Regions from separate parts of the Mus musculus genome. Here regions 1, 2 and 4 are each linked to region 3. The links are chromatin contacts, called in public promoter capture Hi-C maps. All regions are on one chromosome and are shown on one strand. Each heading gives the region's core, a stretch centred on a gene start, on an enhancer-like site or on the middle of the called end of the contact. The rest is flanking DNA. Distances are from core to core; before and after follow the strand shown.

Evidence for each region. Promoter capture Hi-C pulls out the DNA fragments that hold promoters and counts their contacts.
Region 1: a contact with region 3 is called in a promoter capture Hi-C map of erythroid cells, with 9 times the contacts expected there. The contact joins the promoter of Parp16 here to the promoter of Herc1 in region 3. A contact is called at or near these places in 2 of 39 promoter capture datasets (cranial neural crest and erythroid cells) and 1 of 115 datasets of contacts at active chromatin or transcription factors (pancreatic cancer cells).
Region 2: a promoter capture Hi-C map of liver shows a contact between it and region 3, with 4 times the contacts expected there. The contact joins the promoter of Ints14 here to the promoter of Herc1 in region 3. A contact is called at or near these places in 3 of 39 promoter capture datasets (erythroid cells, liver and pre-B cells).
Region 4: a contact with region 3 is called in a promoter capture Hi-C map of liver, with 6 times the contacts expected there. The contact joins the promoter of Pdcd7 here to the promoter of Herc1 in region 3. A contact is called at or near these places in 6 of 39 promoter capture datasets (cranial neural crest, hippocampal neurons, liver and 2 more).

The regions. Positions count from the first base shown.
Region 1 is chr9:65,212,868-65,219,103 of GRCm38.p6, reverse strand. Parp16 (poly (ADP-ribose) polymerase family, member 16) reads right to left here and starts at 4,414. Exons shown (of 7, transcript NM_177460.4): 1 at 4,241-4,414; 2 at 3,472-3,755. The coding sequence starts at 3,645.
Region 2 is chr9:64,959,117-64,964,783 of GRCm38.p6, reverse strand. It overlaps Ints14 (integrator complex subunit 14), which reads right to left and starts at 3,952. Exons shown (of 13, transcript NM_001077631.2): 1 at 3,846-3,952; 2 at 2,786-3,090; 3 at 181-458. The coding sequence starts at 402.
Region 3 is chr9:66,345,465-66,351,812 of GRCm38.p6, reverse strand. Herc1 (HECT and RLD domain containing E3 ubiquitin protein ligase family member 1) reads right to left here and starts at 1,363. Exons shown (of 78, transcript NM_145617.3): 1 at 1,192-1,363. It overlaps Gm30447, which reads left to right. Exons shown (of 2, transcript XM_006511600.4): 1 at 1-1,192; 2 at 1,295-1,488. The coding sequence starts at 742. The coding sequence ends at 1,470.
Region 4 is chr9:65,343,284-65,349,268 of GRCm38.p6, reverse strand. Pdcd7 (programmed cell death 7) reads right to left here and starts at 3,201. Exons shown (of 5, transcript NM_016688.2): 1 at 2,261-3,201. The coding sequence starts at 3,127.

The sequences.
Region 1 (6,236 bases), core at 3,165-5,664, 1.1 Mb after region 3:
ACCAGCACTGGGCATGCAGCTCGGCTAACAGAGTGCTTGCCCAGCAAATGCTAACTGCTGGGGTTTGATGCTCAGAGTCACACTAAAGGGGCAGAGGGGTGGGGTGGGGCCCTGGGGCCATAGCTCAGTGGGTAGTGTTTGTTAGACCAGAGTTTGAATCCCTAAAAACCCTGCTAAAAAGCTGCCAGGGGTGGAAGCCAGCTATAATCCCAGCACTCAAGCTAGCTAGACTAGCTGGAATCGGCAAGCTGCAGGTCCATCGAGAAATCCTGCCTCAATAAATAGACAGAGATGGAAGAAGACCCCAGATGTCAGCCTCAGGTCTCCACACCAATGGATGCACACACATGAACCCACACATAGTTGAATGCACACACACACACACACATGCAAAATAAATAAATAAAATACCACCATGGTAGGGGACTGGTTGCTGCAAGCAGGGCACAGAACAAGAAAAACTTTCTCAAGAGTCTTAAAGGAGGACTTTTCTGGACACAGAGTAGAAACGGTATCAGGGGACCCAGGACAGCAGTAAGCTTATGCAAGAATTTTTAAATAAATAAATAAATAAATAAATAAATAAAGTATTTTAATTAATTAGTTTTTCTGAGACAGAATCTGGCTAGCCTGGAACTCGTGATATAAAACAAGCTGTCTTTAAATCTACAGAGGTCAGCCTACTTTGCCTTCCGTAGTGTGTGTGTGTGTCCATATGTGTGCCACAGTGACTGTGGAGGTCCGAGGACAACTTGCAGGAGTCTGTTCTCTCCTGCCACTGCGAGTTCCAGAGATCAAACTCAAGTCCTCAGCCCATGCAGCAAGCACTTTTACCCTGAGCTCTGGCTCAGCAGCTCCTGTCTGTGGCTGCGATTCTAGCAAGCCCCAAGGTGCTGCTGACTGGGACATTGGTTTGATTTAGATACAAACACCCTGAGCACAGTTAGCCCTGGAGTCAGTTCAGAGAAGCCACCACCAGTCACCTCCCACCTCCACAAGGGTCTGTGGACCAACAGAAAACCACCGTACGGTATTTTCTAAAGGAAGAAAGCAAGTAAAGGCTTAACAGCCGTGACAGCCAGTGTCAAGGTCTGTGGTCAAATGACAGTGTAGGTTTGGAGATAAAAGTCAAAGGGCCAGGAAATCCCAAGAGGGCTAGAGATCCTCTGGCCTGACAAGGGCTTATGCAACCCGTGTGCCAAGGAACAAGGTCAGAGACTCTCAGCCTGGGCAGCCAGCACATACTCAATTACATGCCTCAAATCAGGGTGCGTGCCTCCCAGGCCAGGCCCAGAGAACACAAAGAATTCTCAGTGTAAGAACCAAAGAACTGGTCGGGTAGAAATGTTCTCAAAACAAGGCATCTAAGAGATAGTTGAGGGCTTTGGGGACCGTGGCAGGATAAGACCAGACCACGCCTATCTGCTAGGGACTTGGTTCATCAAAGGGTTCTCTAGCACCAGGGCACTAATTGTTCAAAGCTACTGCACCTGTAATAACACCTAGGTAGGTGGAGGAAGTAATTGCAAGTGGCCAGAAGTGGCAGACGCTCACATCATTTCTCGAAGGCTTTCAGCCAGAGAAATGAGAGATTGTTAAAAACAGCTTCCCAAGTTTCTTTCTCCAGCCACAAAATGATCCAGAAAGTGAAATGCAGACTGGACTTCATCTTCTTTGAAAATTAGCCTTTGAAGTCACTTGACCTATAGGCATCTGTTGTCAAACGTATGCATCTTTTGTGCTCAAGTCCCTTACACCACAAACTCAAAAGAGTGAACAGGAGCTTGCAGAAGAAAGCAGGACGGAAGTCGGGTTGCTTGTTTCCTCCCACTTCCTGTACACGGACCTGCAGAGGCACTGTGGTTAATTAAGCCTTGAGAGATCCTCAACTCACGGCTAGGATGGTAAGGGCCAGGTGGAGCCAGATGGCCCGCCTTTGTTTGTTGCTTGAACTCCAAGGAATGAAAGCAAAGAGAGAAGCCAGAGATGGTGGGAGATACTCGGTGGCCATTCTGAACATTTCTCTCATCAGATAACATGGCTGGTTACATTAGCTGACTTCCTAACATAGAAAACGTGATGCATTCCTGGCACGGACTTAACCCAGTGATAATGAATTACCTTGTATTACAGGTTGTGTTGGGGGTCCTAGTATTTTGTGGTGAGTTTTGTATTTTTTAAAACAATACATTTTTAATGCAAATGGGTGTTTTGCCCGGATATATGCCTGTGTACCATGTGCATTCCTGGTGCTGGCAGAGTTCAGAAGAGACCGGAACTGGATTTAGATGGTTGTGAACCACCATGTTTGTGCCAGGAATTGAACCTGTGTCCTCTGGAAGGGCAGCCAGTGCTCATAACTTCTGAGCCATCACCCAAGCCCTGGATTTTTGCATTTATACTCGGGGATGGAATTGCTCAATAATTTCCTTTCCTTGTATTATCTTTATCAGATTTAATACCAAGGATATTCCAAACTCTTTTTCTTTCCTGCTTTCTTGTTTTGCTCAAGATAGTTTTATGTAATCCAGGCTGTACAGAAACTCGATTTATTGCTGAGGCTGACCTTGAACTATTAATTGAATGATTCCACCTTCCAGGGGCTGGGATTACAGATGTTTGTCTACCACCATATCTAACTACATTTTCAGTATTTTGGAAGAATTTCTATGAAACTGTAATCATGTATTACTCCTGTATTTGAAATAGAACTTGCCACTGACGCAGGTAGGCGCAAAGGTTTGTTTGCTTGTTTCTTTTTATAGCCCAGGCTAGCCTCAAATTTGTGCTCCGGCCTCATCCTTCTGAGAGCTGAGATTGTGGGTGTACACCACCACTACTGGAGACTTTCTATTTTCTTCACTGAGTCAATTTTGGCAAGCTATATCTTTCCAGATAATTCCAAATATTTGGATTACAATGATAACTGACATCTGGAATACCCTAACTCTTAAAGAAATTATATGATTTATGTATGGGTCATGCGAAGTGCTGAAACCTGTAATCCATCCCAGCACTCCGAATTATAAATCATCAGAAAGTAACAACGCCTATGTGCACTGCGTGGCAGTTTATATAAGTACTGTTAATATGTAACTTCATCTGAAGGGCAAAGTCTAACTAGTTGCAGAGGGAGGGACAACTTCTTATCTAGGCAGAACAGCTGGTTCAGATCAACGCCCCTTTAGGGCCACACTAGAGCGTTTTGTGGAGGACTATGTAGCTATTCCATCACTCCTGGGATTAAGTCACTGACAAAAGGAAGCAGCCACCGAATGACCTGGCAGTGTGTCTGCACGAGGGTGTTTAGGAGTGTTCTTGCTGATGGGAACCTTCCCCAAGGCCAGGCTGGGTGGGAAGTCCAGGGAATTGGCGTGTTTTCTAACACGGGTGGAGCTGCTCCTGCCTGCCGTTCCACAGGGCCACTTGGCCCAGGATGCAGCGAGCAACGGTGGATCAGGACGGACTCACCAGGGCCTCGAAGTCCTTACAGTCGTGGCGGGCGTAGGAGGCGGGGAAGGGCCGCAGCACCGAGTCCCGCTTGTAGCTCTGCAGCGCCGAGGCGAAGAGGCTGCAGCGGAGGTCCGCAGCCAGCACGTCGCGGCTCGCTGCCTCCCTGGCTGCTGCCCTGTTGGAGAGCTGCATCCCGGGCTCGTAGCGCGTGGCCGGGAGGAGACAAGGAGGGGCAGCGCGGGGCCTGGGCCCGGGGGACCGTAGACCGTCTGCTGCCAGGTTTTCCAGCCCGGGGGGTGGAGCTAGGCAAAGGGGTGACAAATTGACATTGGTGAGAACGCGCCGGCGAGCGTCCTCTGCAGGACACTGGGCACGGTCGCTCAGTGCGGGGAAACACGGGATCTGGGAGAGTCGCCTCTCGGGTCCCGCCAGTCCCGGAGTCCCCGGTATGGAGTTGTCGCTATTGCACCCGGCGTGGGTAGTACCCCGGGGACCCGGCCGATCAGTCCTGGCCGCCCCACACTGCCAGCAGCCACCGCCTACCTCCCCGCCCGCCGCTCTCACGCCGCTCCGCCCACCCGGCCCAGGCCCGCCCCTTCCCGCGCCCTTGCTCAGCTCGCGCCCGCCCACAGGTCCCGGAGGATCCCAGCTGCCCCGGGTGCTGGGCAAAGGTGCCCAATGCGGCTGCTAGTCATCCTCGCCACCGCCCCAAGTGGAAACCGCCCCGGGACCCGCCCCGGGGAATTGTCTTTGTCCTGGCTCCACGGGTTGAGCCAGCCTCGCTCACCTTGGGAATTGCCACCTGTTGAATAAATCGGTTTCCTCTGGAGCTGACACGTTGCACACAAGAAGCCACTTGATACCCAGGGAAAACTGAAGGTCGGAGTGACACAATACTTTCTCAAGACACTGTAGCCGACCCAAAGACCTTCCTCTCTACCTTACAGCCTCCGCAATTCTCTGAATTGCTCAAATGTCTGACCTCAGATTTCCCAGGATCCTCCTCCTTCGAAGGCCTCTAACAGGAAGTCGGGAAAACAGGCACTGGGAGAACAATGACCTAACCCTGCCGAAGGGAAAAGACCGGACCCCAAGATGACTCAGCAACTGGTCGAGTAAAGGCACTTGCTGTCCGTCCTCACGACCTGAGTTCTATCCCAGGATCCCATATGTTAGGAGCTAAGTGACTCTAGCAATTTGTCCTATGACTTCCACACCTGCACCAAGGCTCAAGTGTGCCCACATGTGAACGTATACACAAAATAAATAAATGTAGGGCTGGTGAGATGGCTCAGCGGGTAAGAGCACTGACTGCTCTTCTGAATGTCCTGAGTTCAAATCCCAGCAACCACATGGTGGTTCACAACCACTGGTAATGAGATCTGACTCCCTCTTCTAATTCGTTTGAAGACAGCTACAGTGCACTTATGTATAATAAATAAATCTTTGGGCCGGAACAAGCAGGGACTGAGCGAGCAGGGTTGACCAGAGCAAGCAGTGGTCCTAAATAAAAATTCAATTCCCAACAGCCACATGAAGGCTCACAACCATCTGTACAGCTACAGTGTACTCACATACATAAAATAAATACATTAAAAAATTAAAATAAAGGCAGGAGGATTTCTGAGTTCGAGGCCAGCCTGGTCTACAAAGTGAGTTCCAGGACAGCCAGGACTATACAGAGAAACCCTGTCTTGAAAAACCAAAATAAATAAATAAAATAAAATAAAAAATGTAAGAACAGATTCCCTTTACCTCTTCTTCTTCAAGACCTCACTAGAAAAAAAGCACTTGGCCTTCTGGTCACATAGAAATCTAAGACCAGTGCTGAATTGTTAGACTAAAAGTCCCCTTTAAAGACCCCACACGTGCTGAGAGGTGGTGGCTCACGCCTTTAGTCCCAGCACACCAGAAGCAAAGGCAGGCATATCTCTGAGTTCAAGTCCAGCCTGGTCTACAGATCAAATCCCAGGACAGCAAGGGCTACACAGAGAAACCCTGTCTCAAAAAAAACAAAAACAAACCCCAAAACAAAACTTTACAAAAACAAAAACAAAAACAACCATTAATTAGATAAATAAACATACACACACACTGGCTCTGCTCTCTGAGAAATCACCCCCTTCTTGGGCATCCGAATGGGACCTGGCCCTGTGCTCCTCAGACTTCGGGAGGGAAGACAGGCAGAACTATATTCTCAGACCCTAGAGAGCTTCCCAGGCCAAACAATGATGCAAACCACCCCCAGGAGTCCAAATGGTAATGGTTGTTGTAAGGCCTGGGCTGATTTGGAATCACCAAAATGTCTGAGAGCCTATGACCTCAAATAAAACCCCTCCAGCACCCCAAGTCCTGGGGCCCCTAGGGCCCCATGGAGCATCTGGAACCCTAAGGTACCTGCTGCATGTCTGAGGCATATCGCATGACCCTCACTCTGAGAAAACCTTCTCACCACCTCTCCTGCCACATAAGTATAATAAATGTACTTTTAAAGAATATTAATGAGATGGAGAGATGATGGCTCAGTGGTTAAGAACACTGACTCATAAATGAGGAAAATACCTAATTAAAAAAAAATACCGTTTAAAAAACAAAAACAAAAACAAAAAAAAAAAACCCACTGACTCTTCTTCCAGAGGTCCTGAGTTCAACTCCCAGCAACCACATGGTGGCTCACAACCATCTGTAATAGGATCCAATGCCCTGTTCTGGTGTGTCTGAAGACAGCTACAGTGTACTCACAAACATAAATAAATCTTTAAAAAAATGAATGAAGGACCAGA
Region 2 (5,667 bases), core at 2,703-5,202, 1.4 Mb after region 3:
GGCTCTGCCAGAAGAAAGCCAAGACCTTGTGAATCTTGTTTTGTTATAGATTGTATACCTACGCTCTTTGAAACAATTCCAAGTTCTAAAATTGTACTGATTTTAGCAATCATAACACTGTTTTTCTCCCAGTCCATTTGAGCTCCTTCAATATCCACAATAGCTTATTCCTATGCGTACCTGCAGGGTGTTGTAGTCTCTCGTAAAGGGGACCATCAGCTCCCACAGTGACGAAAACACCACCAGCGCTGTGAATTCAAGCTTGTAATTTGTGGCCATGTGTTCAAATAGCATCGTCAGGCCATGGGCAGCCAGGTGCTTCCGCTGGTATTCCTCAGAGCCCTCGACAGACACAGGTCGGGTCATGGACAGGGACACATCCATTACCACCACAGTGGGCATGATGGACAATTCTAGCACTCCCTCTCAGCACACAGCCAGCTACAACCAGAGAAATGCTGTGGAAGAGAAATAAGAGTTTACATATCCTGGGAAGGAAGGGTTTTTTCCTTATGTATAAGAGTACACTGTAGCTGTCTTCAGACACACCAGAAGAGGGCATCAGATCCCATTACAGATGTTGTGAGCCACCATGTGGTTGCTGGGATTTGAACTCAGGACCTCTGGAAGAGCAGTCAGTGCTCTTAACCACTGAGCCATCTCTCCAGCCCCAATTTCTTTTTTCTCAACCACAGTTTAAACCACTTTCCCAGAACTATGTGGTGGTGAGCACCACAGAATTACAGGAGAAGGAAAACACAAAGCCTAGTTGACCATGAGGGCCTCTCCTAGACACACCCACTAACCAGCATAAACCAAGAACATTACATTCAATTCATTAAATTCTTTGACTATGGAGCTTCCACTTTACACAACTCCTACTTCAACTCCTTAACAATTTACTGAAGAACAACCTAGCCAGTATATGGTATGTACTACCTGACAACTGCTAACTTTTTTGCCAGTGTCTTGATGAATATTGTTTCATATTTAAAATGAAATAAGATTCAGTATGGAGAAAACATATCTTCTTTTCTCAAGAATAAAGTTCCCAGATACTCAGATCTGCTCATGTGGGTTGAGACTGTTGGTCCTCTATTCATCTGCAGAGTCAATAACATTTTATAGAGCTATAAATAAAGGACACAGATTATATATAAAGAATGAGTAAAAAAAAAAAAAAGCACTTCACAATATGCGTATGTGTATGTGTGTACAGGCTGCATGCGAATTCATATAAATCACATTGTAGGCCAGGCAAGGTAGCATATGCCTTTAATCCAAGTACCCAAGACACAGATTTGTGAATTCAAGGCCAGTTTGGATTTCATAGTGAGCGCTAAGATAGCCAAGGCTATATAGTAAGACTCTGTCTCAAAAAACAGAGGTGCATGCCTATAATCTCTGCCCTAGCAAGGTGGAGAGTCAGCCCAAGGTCATTCCTAGCTATGTAAGGTGTTTGAGGCCAGTCTGAGCTATATGAAACCCTGTCTCAAAGGACCAAAATAGGAAAAAAAAAATCACATTGCATACATCATCTAGAATTAGGGTAGATGCAACAGATTCAAAATGTAGTGTTCTCTAATTTAACAACAGGCACTGCCCTTCAGTACATGTCCAACTGTAACTGTGTGACAGTCTGCAATTCCTTTGTAAGTAGGTTGTTGGGAACTCAGCACATACTAGTTCATGGCAACAATGTTATATGTAAGAGCAGATCAAACAGGAAAAGCCTTTTTTTTAACCACATATTGGCCATAGATACATCTCACATATTGTAACAGCTCATGTATCAAATACCAATGAAGTTAACCCAGAGAAAAAAGTTTTACTTTTCAGACTCTCTTTACCAGTCCAAAATGTTAGACAGTAGGAAAGAAAATTAAAAGAAAATTTCATTTTTTATTCAGTGTATGTATCTGTGTGAGCGCCTGCCATACATGAGCAGGTGCCCTCAGAGGCCAGAAGAGGGTGTTAGAGTCCCTAGAGTTGGACAGGTGGTTGTGAGCTGCCTAATGTGGGTGCTGGGAACTCAACTCAGGGTCTCCAGAAGTGCTCTTAACCACGGAACCACTCCAGCCCCTAAGGAAAAATTAAATATGTATCCCTCTCTCTGTCTCATTAAACAATGTGTTAAACATATTCACTCTTCTGGGAGATGACATGACCTCACCACCCCCGACACCCCCCACCCCCAAGCATTACTGCCCTGTTTTGCTACATACTAGCATTTTCCTAGGTCCATGCTGCCTAGGAAAAGTGAGTTCAGAACTGTATTAAATGAGGTCACTAAGGGCAAGGATCACAATAAGAGTTTGCTTCATATTGGGCAGTGGTGGCGCACACTTTTAATCCCAGCACTCGGGAGGCAGAGGCAGGCGGATTTCTGAGATCGAGGCCAGCCTGGTCTACAGGGTGAGTTCCAGGACAGTCAGGGCTACACAGAGAAACCCTGTCCCGAAAAACCAAAAAAAAAATAAAAAAATAATAAAATTTTAAAAAGACTTTGCTTCCTAATGTCTACTCAGGTTTACATCTGGCACACAGCAGGTGCTCATCAAAATCTCAACATAACCAATGAACTACCCCTAATACAACATACATTAATTCATTAGGAAAATACATTGTAAATTTTAACTCTGTACACAAAAATACACTTTCTTATTTAAGCAGAGCCACCAGGGAGTCCTGCACTTCTGCTCAGGTGCAGTTTATCCAGCTCTTGTGGGTCACATTTATGCACGGAAGCCTTTATGGTTTTTAAAGCTGATGATCACGCCCTCACCTCTTAAGAGATTGAGAAACAGTTTTCTGGATCAAGTACCAACAAGCACTTCCAGTCCATGAAATTGCTGCTAGCACTGCAATGGGTGACCGCAGCTGTCAGTCTGGCCTTCTCTGAAGACACCTGAGAAGCTGGCTCTTTCTCCTGACTGATGCATTTGTGTCAGGGCCCGAGTGCACTTCCTCAGCCGTGGCCGACTTGTGGCAATCCAATTTTGTTTTTGGGTTGTAAGCACTGGGATAAACGAAAGAATGGAACGTCCCTGAAGGCTGTTTCACTCAAGCAGTCTGGGCTTAGCCACAAAACTGAAAAATAAAAGATCTCTCATTAGTAGATAACACGATGTATTTCTCACTTGGGCTGACTCTGATCAAATTTCCCCACACCGCCCTCAGCCTTTCCAATTGGTACCATTTTACAATGTTTCAGATAACCAAGGGTTTTCTTTCTCCTGGACAGTCTACTCCTGATGATACATCCTCGCCACATGACTGCTCTAAAAGCCATCAATTACATTTATAGTTCTACTCTGAAGGGGATCATTAGCCCATTCATAGCAATTTGACGCTCAGGAATCTCTCAAAGCTCCACTTCAGTTTCTAAGTGCATACACGTCGGCTTTTCTGTCGCTCTGGCTTGCCCTACGAATTCCTCTAAATTCTCAGATGATTAATATCTGAATGGGTAGCCTGAAGTGCAGCAGAGTTCACTTAAGACTGCAACTGAAGAATAGACCTTTACCTTTAAAACGAGCCCAAAACATTTGTTGTATGGAACTCTCGGGGAAAGAGGGGACGGAAGTCTCAGGGTCCAGGGACGGAAGACTCTCAGGGGAGGAAGAAACACGGCCCCAAGCGCGGAATCCTGCTGCTTACAAGACCCGGGCCACACAGAGGGCAGGCCTGTCGCAGGCCCTGGAGCCAGCGCCCCTGAGACCGCCACCCTACGCGGGCCTCAGAGAAGGTCCGCCGCCCGCCCTGTGTTGTTCCTTCCACTCCTTCCCCTGTAACCCCAACCGCCATCGAAACACAGCCCTCAACAGGCACATTCCCTGACTTACCCGGAGCCCATCTCCAGCCTCTGTCCGTCCGCTTAAACCTTCCGTCCGCGCGCCATAGCCGGAACTTAAGGGCCGTGCGACATAAGGGAACCCGGAGGCAGCGAATAGCGTGGGCTGGGCGGGGCTTCCAGCCCACGGGCGCTGGGTTGTGGCTCTCCCGGGACGCTAGGGGGTGCTCCTCCTCTGTCTCTTGCCCACGGAGCCCCAATTTCCTCCCAGGCTGAGCCCTGCGGGGGGTTTCTGGCCCTTCCCCCTTTGTCTTACCCCATTCTGGGTGCCTCCCTCCATTTATCTCTGCTTTGCCTTTTTATTAACCTGTAGACCCCTGGCCAGTGTCTAACATTTCTGTCATTGCTTTTCTTCTTCAGAATTCTCAGTCACACCGACAGAACAGTAGGATGCTCTTCCTACTCTTAAAAAACTGTAATCCCCGGCTGAGTGCTCAGACTGTAAGCACCTGGCTGCCCTGAGTCTAAGTTGCATTGAGATCTTAGTACCACGTTATTTCCCTACCCTGACTTTGAGACCGGCAGAAGCGTGACTCAGTTATTGCTTTTGTGCCTGAGATGTGCTGAAGGTTTTGCTTTTAGGATTCCATGTAAGGCTTTGAGGGTCCCTGCCTGCTTCTCTCCACCAGGTGTCCCTAGCATAGCATATGCCTCAGGGAGTTCCTGGGCGGGGATGAGAGGGTGAGGTGGGCAAAAGGTGACTTGCTAACCCTGTGGGCTGTAGGGGCCTGGAGAATGTCAGTTAGTAGTAGGCCTCAACGGATGCTAACAGAACGCTGGGTAGTTATGGTTCAAAGACCAATACTTCACAACAGCAATTACAAGTGAGAACACAGAGCTCCCTGTAAAGTCTTAGGCATATGGCTTTCTTTAAGCTTATGGGTTGCAAGCGGGATAAGGAAGGGAAACTCTTAGAACTGACTTACCACAACTTGCTCCGTGGGAAAGTGTTTGTTGTTCTTTAATGTTTCCTCTTTCTATTAGAGGTGGCAGAGAAAGCCAACACTAGACTCTGGGGAACCAATATCAAGGCCGCATGGCCTGTAGACTTAGCTTTTGTTTGCTGCAGGACATCTTTCTCCAACCAGGCTAGTTTCAATATTTCAAAAGACCTTGCTATGTTTGAACAGTTATGGGGCTCTAGGTAAGTAAGAATATATAGCCTGATTACTTAGCCGTAATGGGAGAGATCTGGCCAAGACTATGCAGACAGAGGAGTTATCTGTCTAGTTGCTCTATTGTGGTGATGATTCAGCCATGGATTGCTGTTCTAGGCCAGCTTAGATACATGGTCTGGTTTATGACCTTAAAGACTAAACTTAAGTTAATTAGTTTGCTCATTTTTAATGATCTGATAGGTGTTCAGATTTGTTGTCGTCGTCCTCGTTCTGCTGAACAGCTGGCTTTTCGGTGACGTAGAAAGGAATAAGTCTTTTTTTTTTTTTTTTTCTTTTTTGGTTTGGTTTTTTGAGACAGGATTTCTCTGTGTAGTCCTGGCTGTCCTGGAACTCACTTTGTAGACCAGGCTGGCCTCGAACTCAGAAATTTGCCTGCCTCTCCCTCCCGAGTGCTGGGATTAAAGGCGTGTGCCACCACGCCCAGCAAGTCATTTTGTTAAAACTGATGATAAAAGACAGAACCATCGAGAGGGGACCTCATGATTGGCTCCAAATCAGAAGTTTGTTCAATGACGATAAAGTCAGAACATCAATGACAAGAGACAGAGTAATTCAAAGGAGATGGCTTTCAAGCCTTAACTTTCCCATCCAAAGGATCCCGTGTCCACATGTTCCCACACGTACTTTAAAGGAAAC
Region 3 (6,348 bases), core at 114-2,613:
TTTAGAGGACTCATCACACAAAAAAAGAAAAACTATAAAAATAACTCAGATATTATATCCAAAAAGAACAATGTTAAGGTTTGACTTTTAAAGCTATTTGAGCAACAATCATTTTGAAAGAAGACACAATGAAATATGGTGACGGCTGGGAACAGCCAATGATAATGAACAAGTAACCCGGCTTAATCAAGTGGGCCAAAGGAATGGTTCAAATAAAACAAATCATTTTGGGAACATACATAAAATAAGGAAGTACCATTCAAGGACAAGCTAGGTACTCTTAAAAAACAAAAGAGTCTGTTAGAAATATATCAAAATATTAACAGTGAAATGCTATCTCTGGAGATGGGTTATTAATTCGTTGGAATTTATCACTCTTGATTACCTATACACCTTCAAGGTATTACACACATTTTTAAAACTAACGCAAATGGAGATTTTTGTCCCTGTGCTTCACAGCTACCATACACATGCATGCATAGTACATACATACATACATACATACATACATCGCGTCTTTACATAACCTCCTGGGAGAGGTAGGTACCAAGCTTCTGTCCTCGTGTCTCCTGGGAACCTGCCACCCATCACTGTTCCCAGGGTTAGCTCCTGTCATCACCACCATCCACCTCTCACCCTGGAGACTACACAACTGTCGCCTCGTCTCCGCTCCAGGTAGCAAGGGCTTTAGAAATTGTTATTTTATCCGAAGAGAGATTCAGAGAAAGGTTTACCGAAAGGATGAGCAGCCCCCACCCAAAAGCGCAGACGAGGAGAAAGACGCACGGTCTCAACCTCCACCCCTCCGAAGTCGGCCGGCGACAGGGAGCACCGGAGTCGCGACTCTCCTCAAGAGGAAGAGATGGGAGAGCCGCTCCCCAGTCCCAGTCCCAGCTAAGAGAGACGCGCTCGATAGCGGATAAAGGGGAGAAGGTCACAGACGCGACCCCTGAGGCGCTGAGGGGCGCAGACTGCAAGCTTATTCAGGGGCGGGTCCCTCCCTCCGGCAGGTGGCTCGGCTTCCAACAGGCTTCCAGGGGGCCAGGGGTTCCTCGGGCCTCCGCCCGCCGTCCACCCGGAGCCAGCAGTCCCGCTCGGCGGGCGGCCCCGGAACGGCCCCGAGCGGCTCGGCCGGGCCAGCCGATCACACACTCGGGAGGTCACGATGGCGAAAGAGAACGTGTTACCTACCGTACGTGGGTCGGGAGCTGGCGGCGATGGGGTGCGGCTCCAGCACCCGGCACCCGGCTGGCCAGCGGCCGCGCTAGCCGCGTCCTTTATATTTTTGCTGCAGCGGCGGCGACTTGTCAAAGGGAAAGACGTAAGAGGCGGCGGCGGCAGCGGCGGCAGCGACGGCGGCAGCGGCAGCGGCAGGCGAGTCTCGCGGGACTTATGAGGGAACTCTCGCGAGATCAGAAGCGCTGGTCCTGCCTCCTCCGGGCCTCGCGCGGGAGGTGGGAGGCAACCTGAGAGGAAAAGGGAGAGAAGATGCCGGCTTAGGCAGTGATGGGAAAGCGATGAGTACATCGCCGGCCGGGAGACCCTTCCTGTGAGGGTACTGGGGACACTCTACCGCCCCATGTCTCTTAACCGCTGGGTCCTCGCGGAGTCACGTGTGCCCGTAGGGAACTATCAATTGGGGGCATTTCACAAAGGGCGCTGAAGGATCAGGCGAGCGTGGATGTGTTCAGGATGAGTACGGGACAGTCTGCAAGAGGATCGGGGTCCGAATGCTGCCGAGGCCTCGGGGCTGCCGAGGACCGAGAGAAAAAGCTGCGGCCGGCCACACCCCTTTATCTCGGCTGCTTGCCGGGCGCTCTACTCCCTTTATCTCCCATCACAGTCTGCCCTTAACCTTGTGGCTGGTTAAGTTTACGCCCAAGCAAGTGTTTAAGTTGACCAACTTCTGCCCTGTCTGAGGAACACGGGAGGATTGACCTTTAGTACAGGTCTTGACCCTGACCTATACAGTGATGCACTCTGAGGAAGAACACTAACTTGGTCATCTAGCCCAACGTCTAGCATAGATGTAGGCGCTCAAATGTTGAATTGATATTGTTGAATGCCTCTGTACTTAAGGACTCCCAATCTCACCACTGTAGCCACCTTCAGCAAAAGGTTTTTCTGGAGAGAGAGCGGTTAAGAGGGCTATCTCTTACAGAGTGACTTGGCTTCACTTCACTTCAGGATGTCCAAAACCACTTGTAACTTCAACACTCACTTCTGAACGCTACAAGAACCTGCACTCGCGTTAACATACCCACACATACACATGAATTTGTTTTTGTTTTCAAGACAGGGTTTCTCTGCATCGCCCTGGCTGTCCTGGAACTCTCTGAAGACCAGGCTTTTTCCTGATTCTGCTCCAGAGTGCTGGGACTAAAGGCTTTTGGGGAAGGGGGGACGTTATAAATAAAATCTTTTTAAAAAATTCTTGTGCTAAAGACATAAACATACATGGTATAAGCAGCTGGGTGGGGTGGCAATCTCTGTGAGCTTGAGGCCAGTTTGGTCCACATACTGAGTTCCTCCCCTTTGGTTCAATTGGAAATGTGTATCATACAAATTTAGCCTAAGACAAAAGCTACTCTCAGCTTTGTGTGTGACTTGGAATGGCTTGCTTGGCTTCCCTGGACCTCAGTTCCTAATCTGTTCATTTAGAATATTAGTTATTATGACAGGGTTCCTCCTTAGAGGAGTATAGATAATGAGATAATCACTAAATAGAACTTCTAATGGTGCATATAAACTTCTATGTATAAGATGTGTGTTCTAGTCTAGGTATGAGAGGCAGATTAGCATGGAGTGATGACATTGTTGCTAGTGCTTTTTATGGTCTCAGGTGTTTGGTTTTGGTCCTGGGGAGAAGGGACTGAGGTGCATATTTTTCATATCAAAGCAGACCTGGCCTCCTGATTCTCCCTGCATCCCTCAGTTCCGACCTGTCATACCCTGCCCCCAAATGTGAGCTTTGCAGCCCAGGGGCTGGGTTGCCCTTCCCCCAGAGGCTTCTCCCTATAGAATCCAGACATTTTGCGTGCTCTCTCTCTCTCTCCCTCCCTCCCTCTCTCTCTCCTCTCTCTCTCTCCCTCTTTTCCCTCTCTCTCTCTCCTCTCCCATTCTCCCACTCTCTCCCTCTCCCACTCACTGCCTTGCAGACCTGAGTTCTGTTCCCAGCACCTATATCAGGAGGCTCCCAACTGCCTGGAACTCCAGCTCCAGAGAGATCTGACACCTCTGGCCTTAGCAAGCAGCTACATTCACATGTGCATACCCCCATACAGATATGCACATATACACATAGATATCATTTAAAAATAATAAATCTTTTTTTAAAAAAAAGACATTTCCTCTCTTGCCCTCTATTTAGCTTCCTCCCTAGGAGATATATGCAAAGAACTAAATATAATTGAGTCCAACAGCACTCAACTACTTTTTAAATTTTCACTTATTATTTTTATCTTTTGTGTAAAGTGTTTTGCCTGTATACATGCCTGTGTGCCACCTGCATGCAGTGTCCACAACAGCCAAAAGATGGGACTAGACCCCTGGGAACTGACATTACCCACCACTGTATGGGCCACAACGTAGGTGCTGGGAATCAAACCTGGGTCCTCTAAAAGAACTGTCAGTACTTTAACAGCTGAGCAATTTCTCCACCCCACATACAATTACAAATCAATGTCAGCAAGGAAACTCTACTTTCCACCATGACTTTGGCCATACCACTTTTTCCAAACTCAAGTACTCAAATCAGCACTTTTTTAAAGCCTCATCAACATCAGCCTCCCACCTCTACCACCTCAGATCTCCCCTAGAAAAATGGAAATGTGTTCTCAAGGCCAAGGGCTCACTATCATAATGGATCCTTGTCCTGATAGCTCTCTGAGCTGTGCACCATGGCCACAACAGAGAGGCAACTCTCCCTGCTTGCATATGCCACCATTGGCCTCCCAAGGCACGTTCTGTACTCGTGCACCACAGTCAGGGACTGGAAAGTCAGAAAAATGTGTCATTTTCATCTCGCATCTGCCTATAAGCTATGCTTAGCTCTAAAACGAAAGCTATAGCTAAGTTGGAAGCGAAATCAGAAGAGTAAAAATATGGAGGAAAAGGGAAAGGCTAAAAGGATTCAGAGAATGTATTGAACCATGACTCTGAAAACAGAAACTTGCCAACTCAGGAGTCTACAGATAAGAGTCCTGCTGTCACAGGAAATCGCAACCTGCCTTCCCCTTTTCTGCCTGTGAGTAAATGGACTTACTCCTTACCCAAGAGTATGAGAGTCAAAAAGCCAGGCATGGTGGTGCACACTGGAAATTGCAACACTCGAGAGGCAGAGGCAGGCATATTTCTATGCATTCAAGGCCAGCTTGGTCTACATAGAGAACCCCAGGCCAGCAAAAGGGACAGTAAGACTCTGTCAAAAAAAAAAAAAAAAAAGTCAAAGAATGTAGGAAATTATCTGAGACATTTTCATTTATTCACTTAGCACATCTCCACTGAGGAACTATTTTTGGTCACACATTGTATGAGGCTCTAAACAGACTGTTGACAAGCTTTAACACCTACCCTCAAGGAGGTTCTGGTCCAATGGAGGAAATGGAAGAAGAGAATAGATCATTACAATACCCAGCAGGGTACTGAACAAATAAGAAAGGTGTAGGGGAGGAAGTCAGGGAGAGAAAAGCAAAGAGAGCTCAAAGGCTGGTGAAGGATGATCTGTAAGTCAGCTCCAGAATGACTTCAGCAAACTGCTCTGTTGTGGGTTGTGGATTCTGCTTTGTTCTAATAAAATGCACAGCTCTTAAGCCATTAGAAAAGGGTCTTTGATGTGGAGTCATTTTATACACCTATTAGCTTTGAAGAAAGATAGGATTAATGGAGGAAAAAAATCATAATTAAAAACATTTTGTTCTTACAGCTTGTATTTTTGTTTTGTTTGTTTTGGGTTTTTTTTTTTTTGTTTGTTTGTTTTTTGTTGTTGTGGGTTTTTTTTGTTTTGGTTTTGGTTTTGGTTTTTGGTTTTTCGAGACAGGGTTTCTCTGTGTAGCCCTGGCTGTCTTGGAACTCACTCTGTAGACCAGGCTGACTTCGAACTCAGAAATTCACCTGCCTTTGCCTCCCAAGTGCTGGGATTAAAGGCATGTGCCACCACTGCCTATGGCTTGTATTTAAACACGTAAAGAGAGAACACATTCCACTTCACAGGCTTGGTCCCTTAGGCCAGTCTTCCTAATCCAGGTAATCCAACAGAGAGCCCAAGAGACATTTCCAAAACATGGTAACAATACCTACGTTGTTTAGCTTATGGCTTGTTTATACTTATTTATAGATGTCTTTGGTTCTTGGTTTGGTTTTTTGGTTTTTTGTTTGTTTTTGGAAAGATTTGGTTGTGTATCTTAGATTGGCCTCAAACTTGGAATCCCCCTGCCTCAGATTGCCAGGTGCTGGGGATTACAGTTAAATGCAACCATAACCATATCCAGCTGTTGTGTTGTGTTGTTTGTGGTATCTGTGGTCTAACTCAGAATTCTTGCCTCTACTCAGCAAGGTGATGGGGGAGGAAACCTAATAGGTTTGCCTTATTTTGTTGATTTACTTATTTTCACAGTGCTGGGGATGGTTCCAGGGTCTTATGAACATAAAGCAAGCACTCTGCAACTGAGCTACATCCCCAACCCAAGATAGCTGTTAACACTTTGTTTGTAATCATAGTTCCACAAAAAAAGGGGAAAAAACTCTAAAAATAATTATTGCAACTATCAAACATGTATTATTAGTCATACGTTATGCTAGAAATGTAGGGGTTCAATTCATGTACATGGGGGGAAAAAAAGCTAAACAAACAGTCAAGAATGGAGTCTATCCCTCTATGTGCATCAGAAGTTTTCACTAAAGAGACAGAGTCAGAGGCAGGAGCATCTGCTGCAGGTTTGAGGCCAGGCTGATCTACATCATTTCAGGCTAGTCAGGGCTATAGCAAGATCCTATCTTTAAAAAGACAAGAAAGAAAAAAAGAAAGAAAGAAAGAAAGAAAGAAAGAAAGAAAGAAAGAAAGAAAGAAAGAAAGAAAGAAAGAAAGAAAGAAAGAAAGAGAAGAGCTGAACTGCAAGGGTAGGTGCCCAACTGAAACATGTTGATACTACCGTAATGCCCCTCCAGGGAAAACGGATGTTGGCAAGGGCAGGATATTTATTGTACCTTAATATTTATAGACCTTTAATAGCTAACTTAGTAGGTTCTTTTCAAGGTGCCCATCACTATGTTCTCTTGGGATAAGTAAAATTTGGAATCGACTAATTCTACAGGCCACTTAAAATTAATTTTAAAAAGGCAGAGTGTAGC
Region 4 (5,985 bases), core at 1,952-4,451, 1.0 Mb after region 3:
TGACTGTACAAAGTAGGAAGGGCAGAAGGGCCCTCAGCACTGTCTCAACAACACCTGAAAACCACCAACAGACATGCTAGCACAGAAACAACAACACCTGAAAACCACCAACAGACATGCTAGCACAGAAACAACACCACCTGAAAACCACCAACAGACATGCTAGCACAGAAACAACAACACCTGAAAACCACCAATAGACATGCTAGCACAGAAACAACAACACCTGAAACCCACCAACAGACATGCTAGCACAGAAACAACAACACCTGAAACCCACCAACAGACATGCTAGCACAGAAACAACAACACCTGAAACCCACCAACAGACATGCTAGCACAGAAACAACAACACCTGAAAACCACCAACAGACATGCTAGCACAGAAACAACAACACCTGAAAACCACCAATAGACATGCTAGCACAGAAACAACAACACCTGAAAACCACCAATAGACATGCTAGCACAGAAACAACAACACCTGAAACCCACCAACAGACATGCTAGCACAGAAACAACAACACCTGAAACCCACCAACAGACATGCTAGCACAGAAACAACAACACCTGAAAACCACCAACAGACATGCTAGCACAGAAACAACAACACCTGAAAACCAACAGACATGCTAGCACAGAAACAACAACACCTGAAAACCACCAACAGACATGCTAGCACAGAAACAACAACACCTGAAAACCAACAGACATGCTAGCACAGAAGTGGAGCAGCTCCAAGACCCTCAGCCAACTATGGGCAACTGGGAAACGCCGAGAGCAAGAGAAACCGTTTTCCCCAGGGATGAGCACCTCAATTCATTATTAGTGGTCAGCCCTGAAATCATATACATACAAGTAACATTAAATGTACTAGTCAGGTTGTATTTATGTATACATGTAACAATAAGTAAAGAAAGAGAGGCCATGAACTTGAGAGAGAACAAGGGAGATGCATTGAGAGGCTGGAGGGAAGAAAGAGAATGGGGGAAATTATGTAATTATATTTTCAAAAACTAACAAATATATGTATATATAAATAAAACTAACATATATATAAACTAGAATAATGGGTCTGCAATTAAGAGCACTTGTGACTCTTACAAAGGACCAGGGTTCAATTCCCAGCACCCATACAGATGGTTCATCACCATCTGTAACTCTAGTTCCAGGGGATCCAATGTCCTCTTCTGACCCCATAGGCAGGAGGCACATATGCAGTGCACATACACACACAGGCAAAACAATCACAAAACCCAAAATAAATAACTCTGAAACAACAATAACAATAGTAATAGCATTCAAAGGAAATGAGGATGTCTTCAACCTACACTTGGCAAATCCTACTTTCTCCCGGGTTCTACTGAAGAACATGAGACAGACAAGCTTTGAAGTCATACAACTTGGGACTAAATCTGAGGTAATATTGGTATACAGGCTTGTGTGACTGCTGTCAAGTTAGCTGCTTTAAGTCTCAGTCTGTAAAATTAGGGTAATGAATTCCTCGGGATTGTGTGCAGGACACTAGTGTAGTGTCTACTATAGATATGAGTACTGAACAGGGGTAAGGAAGGCATGGACAAAACAGCACAGCAACCTGAGAGACCAGTGGGACCGGGCTATGCACACTCTCCAAAAATAACCGGAGTATCTCATGGGCCTTGTGGCTGCCAATCTGTTGACAGTGTTTTCCTTTCTAATCTGCACTTGCTACTTACTGCATTGTTTTTGAATATAGTTTTCCTGCTATTTTTACAATTTTGTGTGAGTCCTTAATTCAATCATTTGAGTAAGAGGCCAAGTACCTGGAAACACCTGATCCAGACAGACCCACTCCACCGGATACACTGGTATTCATAGTATCAAACCAAAACAAATGAACCCGGGAGAGAACTATTATCAACCTCATCAGCCAATTATGTTATAAAGGTTTCTAGGTGTGGTCCAAGTCCTCTACATTTGCATGCTTTAGGACAGTATAAAAGATACTGCTCTGCATCTTCAGTAAGTGGATCCAACTTTGAAGCAGGACACAAGAGGTGTGTCCTCCCAGAAATGCACCAGTGTAAACCTGTCGCGTGTTTAAGGGACTTTATAGTCCAAATTCTAGAGTTTTATGCACCACACATCGTCAACAAGGAATACAGAGCAAAGAAGTGGCAAAGGCTAGCTTTCGCGGATAAGCATACAAGTTAACTAGCACGCAGATTCGAGTTCCAGACACCACAGCTCCAACCACCGAGCGCATACTGGTTCTCACCCGCTTCTTTTCCTCCACTTCCTGCACGCACTTCACCCTCCAGCGGTCAATCTCCTGCTCCCGTTCCGTGGCCTGCGCGGCCTCCGCCTCCCGCTCAGCCTCCCGATCCCGGGCCCTCTCACGAAGCCGCAGCCGGCGGCGCCGGACCCTCTCCAGCCTCCGTCGCGCCTCGCCCACATAGGCGGCCTGGGCCAGCGGCTGCAGCCGCTCCGCTAGCTCCGCTCGTAGTGGCGCCGCCTGAGCGTGCAGGGAGGCCCAGGCTGCTCCGTCGGCCTCAGCCTCGCGCAGGGACTGCCCCAAGCTGCGTAGCCGCCGCACCAAACGCAAAGCGGAACGCAACCGCGCGCGGACTTCACCCAGGCTGGGCCCGGCGGGTGTGCGCGGGGTCCGGAGGCCACCGGGCCGCCGGGGGTTCCCGAACACCGCCTCCAGCCACTGCCGATCACGCAGGCGCTGCAGGGCCGCGTCTCCGAGCACGTCGGGCGGCGGCGGCGCCTCCGCCCAGCGCGGGCTCCAGGGCGGCCCGGGACCTGGAGGCGGTGGCCGTGGACGCTCGACGGCGTCGGGCCCCGGGAAGGGCCGGCACTGCGGCGGCGGCGGCGGCAGCGGTGGGGGTGGCACCGGGAAGAAGGCGCCGCCACCGCCACCGCCGCGGGAGGCCTCGGCTGGCGCGCGGGGCTGCAGGGCCAGCGGAGGCTGGAGGAAGGGGGCGGAAGCCCCCGGGAAGGGGCCGGGTCGCTGGGGAAGGGGCGGCGGGAAAGCCGGAGAGGGCAGCGGCGGGGGCGGACAGCCGAATGGAGCGGAAGGCGGTGGCTGCGGAGGGGGAGGTCCCTGACGGCTCTGGGCGAAAAAAGGTGGCAGAGCCATGTCTGTAGTGCAGCGGTTGGGAGCAGTGACAGTAATCTGGGAACTTCTTTATCCGGGTTCCAGGAGGAAGTGACGTGTATAACGTGCGACCGGTGCTTGACTCACTTCCCGGAAGCGAGGCGTAGTGCAGGACCTTGGTTTGTCGTGCCAGGAAGCTTGAACCTTCCCAAACCACCAAGGATCCGTCTCCGATGTTAGGGTTTATTTCGGGCTCAGGCTCGGGCTCTCCTCCAAATCGACCTTAACACAGCAGGACAGAAAGAGAAGGCGGAGCAGCCCTGAACCCTCAGTAGAACAAGTTTTTATAGAAAAATAAAAGCTGAAAGGAAATAAAACTTGAGACATGTGATTCATGTAATTTATGTCAAATAGCCCAAAGAGTTGTTTGTGAGCTTTGAAACCTGGGGCTGAGAACATAGCAGAACAGGCCAGGACATGCCCCCCTATCTCCCGCCCTTCTGACAGTCTGTTGATGTTTAAATGAACCAATCATGTGAAACCTCGCCAATTCCTCCCCCAGCCCCATCCCTTTTCTATAAAAATCCCTAGCTTCCAAGCGTCAGAGTCGAAACCACTGTCTCCTGTGTGAGATACGTTTCGAACCGGAGCTCTGCCATTATGGCTCCACCATGTGGTCGACACCTCTGTCTCCTGAGGGAGATATATGTCGGCCCGGAGCTCCGTCATTAAACTACCTCATGCTTTTACATCAAGATGGTTGTCTGTTCGTGATTCTTGGGTGCGCTCCGAATGGAAATTGAGTGGGGGTTTCCCCACTAGGTTCTTTCAAAGCGAGGGAGGGGTTGTCCAGTCTGGCAAGCATCTAATAGAATGACTATAAGCCAATAGTTGGGTGCCCTGAATCGTGCATTTGATCACAAACAGTTTGAAAGTACATCTGAAACAATCAAACTAATCTTTGATTAACTGTTGCTAGGAAGTAGCTAGGGATTAACTCTGGCCAAGGACAAGCCATGGGGTCCTTTCTGGTATTTTGGTGCAGCTTGAGTTCTGCTTTTTTCTTTTCTTGAAGATGGAGGCTGGTCCCAAGATGGAGTAGGTTTGGCCTCTCCAATTCAGTCTTGAATTCAGAAATCCTGATGATTGTTAACGTTCTAGAGGGACTAGAGACACGGTCTGAAGCTCCGGCTAAGATCTGAAAGACAACAAAAAGTTATGAGAGGAACACAGGATGGAAGCAGCAGGTACTAGTGATTTGCAGTATGTCTGCTGGGGGTCGAAAGAATGCAGGGTGTAAAACACAGAAACACAAAGAGAAGCTAGGTGGTCTTGGAGAGATAGATGTTACAGTGTCCATATGTCATATTGATAGAACCTAGTGGGGAAACCCCCACTCAATTCCCGATTTGGTGTGCACCCAAAACCCAAAAAATCACGAATAGACCGTCTTTGATGTAAACACACAAGGTAGTTTAATGATGGGGTTCCGGACCAACATGCATCCCACACAGGAGATAACGGATGTTGGCCACAGGCTCGAAAGCTAGGGGTTTTTATGGGGTAAGGAGCTTAGGGGTGTGGAATTCAGCATAGCGACATGCTATTGGCTTATTCAAACATCAGCAGAAAAATTACATGTACGTGCAGGATGTCAGAGTTCTATGAGTTGTTGACTCAGTTCAGATAGCCCTGTTATGTCCTCACATTCCTCTTTATCTTTATGGTCAAGCTGTTCCCAGGAATGTTTTAACTATGGGGCATGCCCGGGTTTGTTTTTCTTTTTTCTCAGCCCCAGGCAGCCTCTAGGCTCACAAACAACCAGCAATTTCTGAGTACTTTATATGACATACAGGTCTTGAAATTTCATCTTTCTTTCAATATCTTTGATTTGCTTTGATCTTCTGGCTGTTCTGGAACTGGTTCCCTAGACCCAGCTGGTCTCGAACTCAAAGAGATCTGTCTGCCTCTGCCTCCCCAGTGCTGAGATTCAAGGCATGAGCCACCACTGCCTGGCTCCAGGGTGTCATGTTTTAAAAGAAAAGAAGGAAGGAAGGAAGGAAAGAAGGGAAAGGTAAGGAAGGAAGAAAGGAAGAAGGAAAGAAAGAAAGAAAGAAAGAAAGAAAGAAAGAAAGAAAGAAAGAAAACTGACTAATGGCTATAAGCCAGAATTGTAAAGGGAAATCCTTCCATCTTATTAGTTAAAAAAGTTAAACTTCTTTGGTATAAACTTAAGACTCACATTCAGCTGTAAGAAACAATACAAAGGAGCCTGCGTGTCCTTTATCCTGGTTTCCCAACTTGCAACATCTTACAAAGCTGCAGTGCATTTTCCCTTTTAGAACCACACCATTTTTATCCCTTAATCCACCTTCTGAAATCTCAGTTATCACTAATTCACATACTAAAAGAGTTGTGTGTGTGTGTGTGTGTGTGTGTGTGTTCACTAATCCAGGAGTGCACTCACAAGGAGGCTCAGAAAGCACAGTGTGCTATCAGAACTGGAGATTTATCTATCTGTGTTTTATTAGTATTATTCCTGACAGGATCCCATAAAATGAATTTATACTTCTGTTTGATCATTTTGTTCCTGGGGGAGATTAAAGTCATGTACCACCGCCACCTTGTTCACTAAATCTAGAATTTAAAAAACTACTAATTTACAGAGATCTACTTGCCTCTGCTGTGATTAAAGGCACGATCTACCATAGCCCTGCTCAAATATTTTATCTTATCTCCAAAAACACACCAGCTCTTGGATATTTAGAAATCAAAGTTTGAACTGTAGTAACTCTTTGAATTTACTTGAAATATTTTAAATCTCTTAAATGTGTTTTTAATACCAAACAACAAAAATATCTGAACTGGAAATTTCTATTTCTTTGGAGACTTAGTTGTGT